Regions from separate parts of the Mus musculus genome. Here region 1 is linked to region 2. A link is a contact called in public Hi-C data. All regions are on one chromosome and are shown on one strand. The core of a region is the stretch at or near the end of the contact, and the rest is flanking DNA. Distances in the headings are between cores, read along the strand shown.

Region 1 (4,024 bases), core at 656-3,155, 71 kb after region 2:
TTGAGTTGAAACATCCGCCTTTACCTCTTATCCCAGATCCTCTATTCTATTTTGACCTTTGCACTTCTCACTATCTAGCATATTATCTACCTTGCTATCCTGCTTCCTAATAGAACTAAATCTCTGTGTGGGCAGGGTTTACACTTACCTTGTTCAGCAGCCCATTTCTTATGCTTAGAACTATGTGCTGCACAGCCATACTCAAGGAACAGGGGTGAGACAGTGAATGCGCAGAGAAACGAAACCTTGTTTCTCAGTGTGCTGTCCCTTATTTCTGTGGAAAGGTTTGACAGTGTCTATGCTTCTGGGGATATTTAGATCTCCAGTGATCTGTACTTGTGACATACACTGAATCTTCTGTGTAGTGACATTTGACTTCTATCTGTGATGTGGATTTTTCCAGTCATGATGAAATTACCAACCCCCTATTAAAAGGTCTCAAACCTCCCAGATGAATAAAATGAAGTTCATGACAGAGATTTATCTCATATGTGGTGGTATGGCATGAATTTCCCTTTTTCTCCACCTAGCAAACATATTTGAATTTATTTTCTCTCCTCTGAAAATCCCAGTGGATAGACATGTTTGGGCTGTGTGTAACAGGGTGCTGGGAACCCGGGTCTCACACATGCTAAACAAAAGCCTTACCACTGAGGGACATGCATTCCCTGAAGCACTGGTGCTGGTAGACAGTTTTATTCTAAAGAGAACAAACACTCTAGACTTGTCAAATTAGATGTGGTTTCTAGTGTGGGCCTAGACCCAATGCCATTCTTTTTTCCCCTTTAAGGTCTTGTACTTTTCAGTTGACTGATGCTTTTATTTAACTAAGAATATTCTACAACCAGCTTTGGCATTACTGTGGTTTGAGTCCCACTTTGAGAATTTTTGTTTGTTTCTACTCAAACAATGAAAATGCTTTCAGTAATAGAGGAGATGGTCCCTTTGGTTCTCAGATAGCAGGAATAACATATTATCAGCAAGAGAAGCCTTACTTAAGTGGGATTTAAAGTGGTGGTCAACTTTGTTCGCTTCTTCTGCATATTTTTTTTCTGTTTTTTTGTTCCTATAAGGTAAGGTAGAACTTTGAATTTTTCTGTGTTTGTTTTTTGTTTTTCCAAAATAGTGCACGAGCTGACGACTGTGCAGGGTAGACTTTTCATGTTGGATGAGGGTGTCTGACTGATGGAGAGACAGTGCTAGTCTTTTTAAAGGGTACTTTCAGAATCTGTCATTGTTAGCAAAAAACAACATTGAGGAAGACTGCAGTCATGAAATGGAATCAGTTACAATGGGTGAAGACGCCTATATTCTTCATTAAATATCCATTAAAGTAAACTGAGCTGGGTGGCCCGTGAGTGACTATAATCCCAGTACTTGAGAGATAGAGTCAGGAGTATCAGAAGTTCATGGCTACATAGTGAGTTTGATGCCAGGCTGGAATATGAGATTGTGTCCCAAAATGAAATAACACAAAATCAAACTGAAACCAAAGCAAAACAGGAACCTATTAGAATCAATTCTCAGGTGTCCAACACACAGAGATTAAGGAGTCGCCCTTAGTCTTGCTTTGATGATGGCCCAAAATCATAAGGAAGGGATGGAGTTTTCTTTCTTCTACTTCTTCAGGTGAGTTAGGATATTAGCTCTTTCAAAATGATCTCCTTACTCTCAGTTTCCCCTTCGTGGGTTTTTAGTGTCCGGAGCTGAACATCATCACTATTGCCTGGATATATGTAAAAGATCATCAACACTATGTAATCCAACCTGTGCTGCCAAACCTGCTGAAAACCAAGCCGTCACAAGTTCTCAGAAACATTAGCCAACAAAGGAAAAGGGCATCGGTGTGTCATGTCCAGGAACACGACGCAAACTAATGTTTATTTGTATTTCTGTTGGGCATGCTGACCCAGATCACCTCTGGGAAACCAGTTTTCAGGTCAGGGCCACAGAACAACGGCTTGCCCTTTACACTCTGAGTTTGCCGTCTCTGTAGTCTACAGATCTTTGGCTTTCTCTAGTGGATTACTCTGAAAAATTCCCTGTTGGACCAAATTTATCTTTTTTCCCTATAAGTAGATTATTTAGGGAATCTGATCACCCTTGTAATTAGACATCATTATATCTAGGTAATTATATGCAACACTTATCGCAGTTCATCTAGAAATTTATGAATTCTCCTTAAAATAGCATTTATCTATATAGGTACATACTAGCATTGACTTCTTTTATGTATCATGAACTATTTTTTTAATTAGCAAGAAATTAATTATTATTACATCAGTAGTTTTACACAGTTGGATTGTATTCTAGTACAAAGGTCATGAGGATTTTCCGCTATGGAGCTGGCAGGTTTTAAAGTTAGAGGTCTTGCCTTTACTTAATTATATTTAATCATATGATTGGAAAGTTGCAAAATTCAGTGATTCCCAGTGGGCCTTCTGTTTCTTCAACAAGTGAGCGAAGTGCTCTTTGGTTGGCAGCCACTCAAAGTGTATTAAACTGCAGAGTACTTTATCATTATTCTTCTAAGACCTTGGAATAAATAAAATTCACCCAATAAACCGCCCCTCCAAGGGTACAACTATTTTGTAATCACAAGCCTTTAAAAAGTCAGCTTTTTAAGATTAATTTTCTTGTAGCATGTCACGTACTGAAACAAGAGGAAAAAAAAATGCCAGAAATCCATTGCAACCGTGGAGCTATTCATAGTTATTGTGAAGGGTCGGTGCTGGCTTTCAGTTCATGCCACAGTGAAAGTGTCTGTTTTTTAAAAAAAAAAACATAATTACATGGGTCGAAAGCACCTTTGTAGAATGTCTGGCGCTTGGATAGTCTGAACTTTGTTCTTTCTGCCTTAGCCTTCTTTTTAATGGATGTTGATTTGAATTGAGGAGTGTTGGTGCTTTGTTTTTCAAGTTTGTCCTTGACGTGTGAGGCATGCAGACAGAGCATGTACTGACTCTGGGATGAAAACTATCTACAGGAAATTTAAACGGGCATATTGGTATAACCATCCTTGGAACAAGTAGAGTGGTAGACTCATTTGATAGGCATTATATCCGAGTCCCCATGTGCTGTTAGCTATGTTATACCTTCATCAGAGCATTCAATATTAATGGAAGTTGAAGTGCAATGGATGTTAAAGTTAGGCATGAGCTAGGAATAGGAATAAACAGTGGGCTATCTGTGAAACTCCACTTCCTTTCCTTATGGTGATCTTGACCTGCAGGGTAGGTGGGATCCATCAGGGTGAACAGCGCTCTTCTGAAAGTCCAGCCCAGTTGGAAGTTATGATTTCTTATTGATCTTGAAGAACTTATCCTGATTCCTGCATTAAGTCAGTTAGTTACCAGCAATATATGTTGCAGAGAGGGTTAAAGGAAAGGCCAGAAAGAGATTCAGTGAATTATGCCCCTTTTTGAAAAGTTTCTTAAGCATATATTGCTTAGCTAATTGAGGATTGTCTTAGCTTATCCAGGCTGCTCTGACAGAATACCATAAACCATATCTCTTACACACAGTAGAAACTTGCTTCTCCTTGTTCTGGAGTATATAAAGTCCAAGACTAAGGGCTTTGCACATTCGGTGTGGTGGGGCCAATGTGCTCTCGATGGTACTTCTAAGTTGCAAAAGGTCTTGCCCTGGGTACTAGAATTTCAACATACAAAGCTGGATATGGTGGCTCTATCTATAATCCCAGCACATGGAGAATTGAAGCAGAAGGATTGCCACGAGTTCAAGGCTAGGCTGGACTACTGAGTAAGAATATCTCAAAACCCAACCCAACAAAAACTACCCCAAACCCATAAGACTTCAACATATAAGCTAAAAATATTTATTATTTACTTATAGTGTGTATGTGTGGCTGTAATGATTAGTTCTCATTCAGGCTATACGGTTGGCAATACAGATATACAGAGACTGATAAATGGGAACTCATCTAAGAAAGACGAGGGGTTTTTCCATGGGATGGGTCTCAGATTGGGCCAGTCATTGGTTGGCCATTTGCTCAGTCTCTGCT
Region 2 (3,715 bases), core at 181-2,680:
GAGAACAAGAGCTTTTCATATTGAAAAATAATCAAAAATGTAGACTTTCTGTTTTCAGAAGAAGACCTTATGGTAGAGTTTTCTGGAAGGACCGCCTACCTAGAACACTTATGGGCAAGAACACCCATGATCTGCACATCAAATGACCTGTACATTGGATAATGGTGTGTGCGTGTGTGTCTATATGTGTGTTTGTGTGTGTGTGTGTGTGTGTGTGTGTGTGTGTGTGTGTGCACATGCACTAACTTGCATGGGTGTTAAGACTATTTCACTTGTGGCACAATATGGTATGGATGCCAGATGACAACGTTTGCGAGTCAGTTCTCTGTGTGGCTCCCAAGGCTCGAACTCAGGCTTGGCAGCAGGCAGCTTTACTGGAAGAGCCATCTGCTGACCTATCAATAAATGCTTGAAGGCATTCTGCAGACCGTCTGCAATCTTATTTCCCCTCATCTGCAGGAAGATAGTGATGAAAGCTTCAGGCTGGACTTGGTGGAGAGAAATTCTCTGTAGTCAGCAATTACTGCTCCCTAAGTCTTGTCAGCCCTTCCTTCCTGCTGGAAGTTTTCACTATTCCTTCATTTTTACCATCAACTCTATCTGCCTCCTGCTCCTTTGAACTTGCCAGTGGGTGTCAGTCTGGATGTTGGCTGGCAGGGGAAATAGCCAAGGGCCTGAGTATTTCTAGGGGTGGAGCAGGCAGCTACTGTCTTGACCTATGGAAGACTGCCAGAAGGTAGTGCCTATTTCCCAGGCTTTTCTCAAATTTAGTCAATAGTCAGGATGTTCTATAACCTGCAAACAAATGGGCTCACTCTTTTTCCTGAAAAGAAGGCTCTCTCTTCCTGTTTCTCAGTGACATTAAAATGTTTAGGAATTTGAGGCAGTGTGGTCCTGAAAGGATGAAGATTTTACATACGATACTGAGCATTCAACAAGAAAATGCTTTGTGTAGTTCAAATAATTGTTTATTCCACCGACTCTCATCGATGGAAGATGTCACTGTGCTCTGCCTTCTTGAGTATTTTAGGCAGCCTAGATGTTCCGAAATGTGGCTCTCCCAGTCACCTTGAGGTGCCCTCCAAATGGCAGTTCTTTTCTTTTTGTTACCATTGGCTATTCTATTCCAATAGTTATTCCACTATGCCACGAGATGGGATGTTATGAATAGTGTGTTTACGTGTTGTGGGAGAGCTGATGCTGTTGCTATTTATAGTGACTCATGAGTTCAGGAGGCCGCAGACGGTTCTAGTATACTCTGGGTGCTGGGGTAGGTAGGGCTAAAAGGAGTTTGTAACTTGCAGTGGAAAAAGGGGAAAACCAGAAGTGCTTAAGATATGAGATCTCTTTAGTGAGGTAAACAGGGTACAAATGACTGATCCAGGCATTGCCACCTAAGCAGAAGGCAGGATGTGTCCTCTGGTTTGGGGTTAAAGTTTGAAAGGCAGGAAGCTGGACTTAGTGCATGTGACTAGGACTCGGTTGAAGAGTGACAGACGCTGACCAGAATCTTCTTGGCGTGGTATTCTGTTTAGGAAACTTGTCACACAGAAGGATGTAACTTCTGAAGGACACGGGTGCTTAACACCAGAGCTTTAAATGCAAAGGTTTGTGAGTTTGACCAGCAGAAGCAGAAGTAGCTGAGGTACATCTCTATGTATTCTCCAGAATTCTCCAGTACCACAGTCTGGATGCAAGTCTGGAGGGGTGGGAGGCACTGGTACAGTCTATACCTTCTCTAGAAATCTTCTGTGCAGCAGTCGGGATGCAGGCACATGCTAGGGTCTTGTAATAATTTTCTTATGGACAGGAATCTTACTTCATACTTTATGGAGGTGTGAACACGAAGTCTTCATATTCCTGGGTCACATCTAGAGTGAAAAATCTTAATTATCTTTGACTCTTTGCTATTCTTTCTTTCCCTTCCCTTTTGTGTGTCTATTGCTTCTCCAGTTTCTCTTGTGTTTTCTCCTTGCTCTGAGTTTCTGACCAGTCTCTTATTCAAATGTGTTTTTTCCTATTAGGTTCCTCTTTGAAATAGAAGGGCTCCCTTTAGAAGAGACTGTCAGATACTCAAAGGACAAATTCCATCTAGTCTCTCCCATTAAGAACAGAGACTCTTACCATCTTCATTTCTCAAAGCAGGCCCCCAAATTAGGGTTCCTAGATATTTAAGAGGAAACTGACTGTAGATCAGGGCTCACTGCTTTCATTTTTTTTTTTTTTTTGCATAGTTTAATTAAAGCTGTAGACTCACCTTGTTTGAGCAAGGCCTCTTGAAGTTAGTTTATGCCCACTTTATGGTTTTCCTGCTTTTTTTGAAATGTGGTAGTACCTAAATATATCATATGAACTGTCACGTGGACCCTGTCTTGCCCCGACAGTGACAAGATCCTTTTCAGATGGGTGTCATCTCTCCAGCTGCATTGTTAGAGCCTCAAAGCCACCAGCTACATCATGTACATATTGTGTCATAGTGTATCCTTCGAATGGATGATTAAGGAACAGGGCAAAAATTATTTATTAGTTAAATTCAAAAACATAAAAACATGAAGGTAAGGATTTCACACAATTTAGTCAGTATTAACAATAGTCTTGTTAAATAAGATACGGTTTTAATTTCTGGTTGAAATGTGATTAAAATAGAGATCACCAGCAAGCCCTTTAAGAGCCTGGGTTCACTAGTGGTGAAGTGAGAAAATGTCAGGAAAAATCTTATTATGCACAACTTTGTTTCCAATGATTAATTTGCATTTAAACAAAATATTTCCATGCTTAAAAAGTGGATAAAGATACTAGCCTATACACACACACACACACACACACACACACACACACATACACATACACACATGCACACACACATACATATATTTCCATATGAGGAAAATTAAAATGTGAGAATCTGAAGGCCAATGAGGTATGCAAAATATTAGCCGATGTCATATTTCTCTAAAGAAGAGGTCTTGCTAAGTTGATTGGTAAGCCTGGCTGGGTAGAATGCTATTTAGTTAGTGTTTACATTCCATGGGGAAGCGTGAGAATTATACATGGAAGAGGTTACTTATAGTAAGTGTTGCACATTAGGAATGCATCTCCAAGGCTATATGTGGACTTTCTTACATAGAGAACTTTTAGAGTTGCCTTTATTGTCTCAATGGATGCATTTATAAAACACTCCCTAAAGCTAAGGAAACATTATGGAAGAGAGGGCAGAAAGGCTGTAACAGCCAGAAGATCAGGAAGTTTGCTGTGAGATTCTATCTTCCTTGTAGTACTAGAAGCTATACCCATAGAATCTCGCCAGCATGACTACCCAACTGTGAGCTGAACAGGGGTGATATCAATGATCATGGTAAACTAGTCTATGAGGCACCAACCCTACTCAAAAAACTCTAGACAACTCAGGAAAGCTGGGTTCAGGAGAGATAGTTTTCCCCAGGGAAGAGCATACTAGTTGGCTGTCTGGTATTGAAAGATCAGCCCTGAAAACATGCATACAGGTAACATTATATAGAATGAATAGGTTTTGCATACATACGTGAAATAGCAATTGTGAAAAAGAGGCCCTGATTTTGAGGAAGATTGGGGAGGGGTATGTGAGAGAGTTTAGAGGGAAGAAAGAGAAGGGGGAAATGTTGTAATTATTTTAATTATATTATAATCTCAAAATTAAAGAAAAAGAATTATCTCTATGCATCTGGCTTGCAGAGTA

What was found. Hi-C and Micro-C count contacts between places; a contact is called where the count stands out from the background.
Region 1: a Hi-C map of liver shows a contact between it and region 2, with 1.7 times the contacts expected there. The contact joins two enhancer-like sites. A contact is called at or near these places in 2 of 484 Hi-C or Micro-C datasets (liver and pancreatic cancer cells), 1 of 115 datasets of contacts at active chromatin or transcription factors (cardiomyocytes) and 1 of 9 other capture datasets (adipose tissue).

Annotation. Positions count from the first base shown.
Region 1 is chr5:89,031,001-89,035,024 of GRCm38.p6, forward strand. All of the region lies in intron 4 of Slc4a4 (solute carrier family 4 (anion exchanger), member 4), which reads left to right. Among named protein-coding and RNA genes, the nearest start is that of Slc4a4, 150 kb to the left of the region's middle. Within about 2 kb of position 1,906, at least 11 of the 459 cell types and tissues checked have an H3K27ac peak or open chromatin away from gene starts, as enhancers often do. A contact at or near this core is called in liver, where this site is marked.
Region 2 is chr5:88,960,206-88,963,920 of GRCm38.p6, forward strand. All of the region lies in intron 3 of Slc4a4 (solute carrier family 4 (anion exchanger), member 4), which reads left to right. Among named protein-coding and RNA genes, the nearest start is that of Slc4a4, 75 kb to the left of the region's middle. Within about 2 kb of position 1,431, at least 21 of the 459 cell types and tissues checked have an H3K27ac peak or open chromatin away from gene starts, as enhancers often do. A contact at or near this core is called in liver, where this site is marked.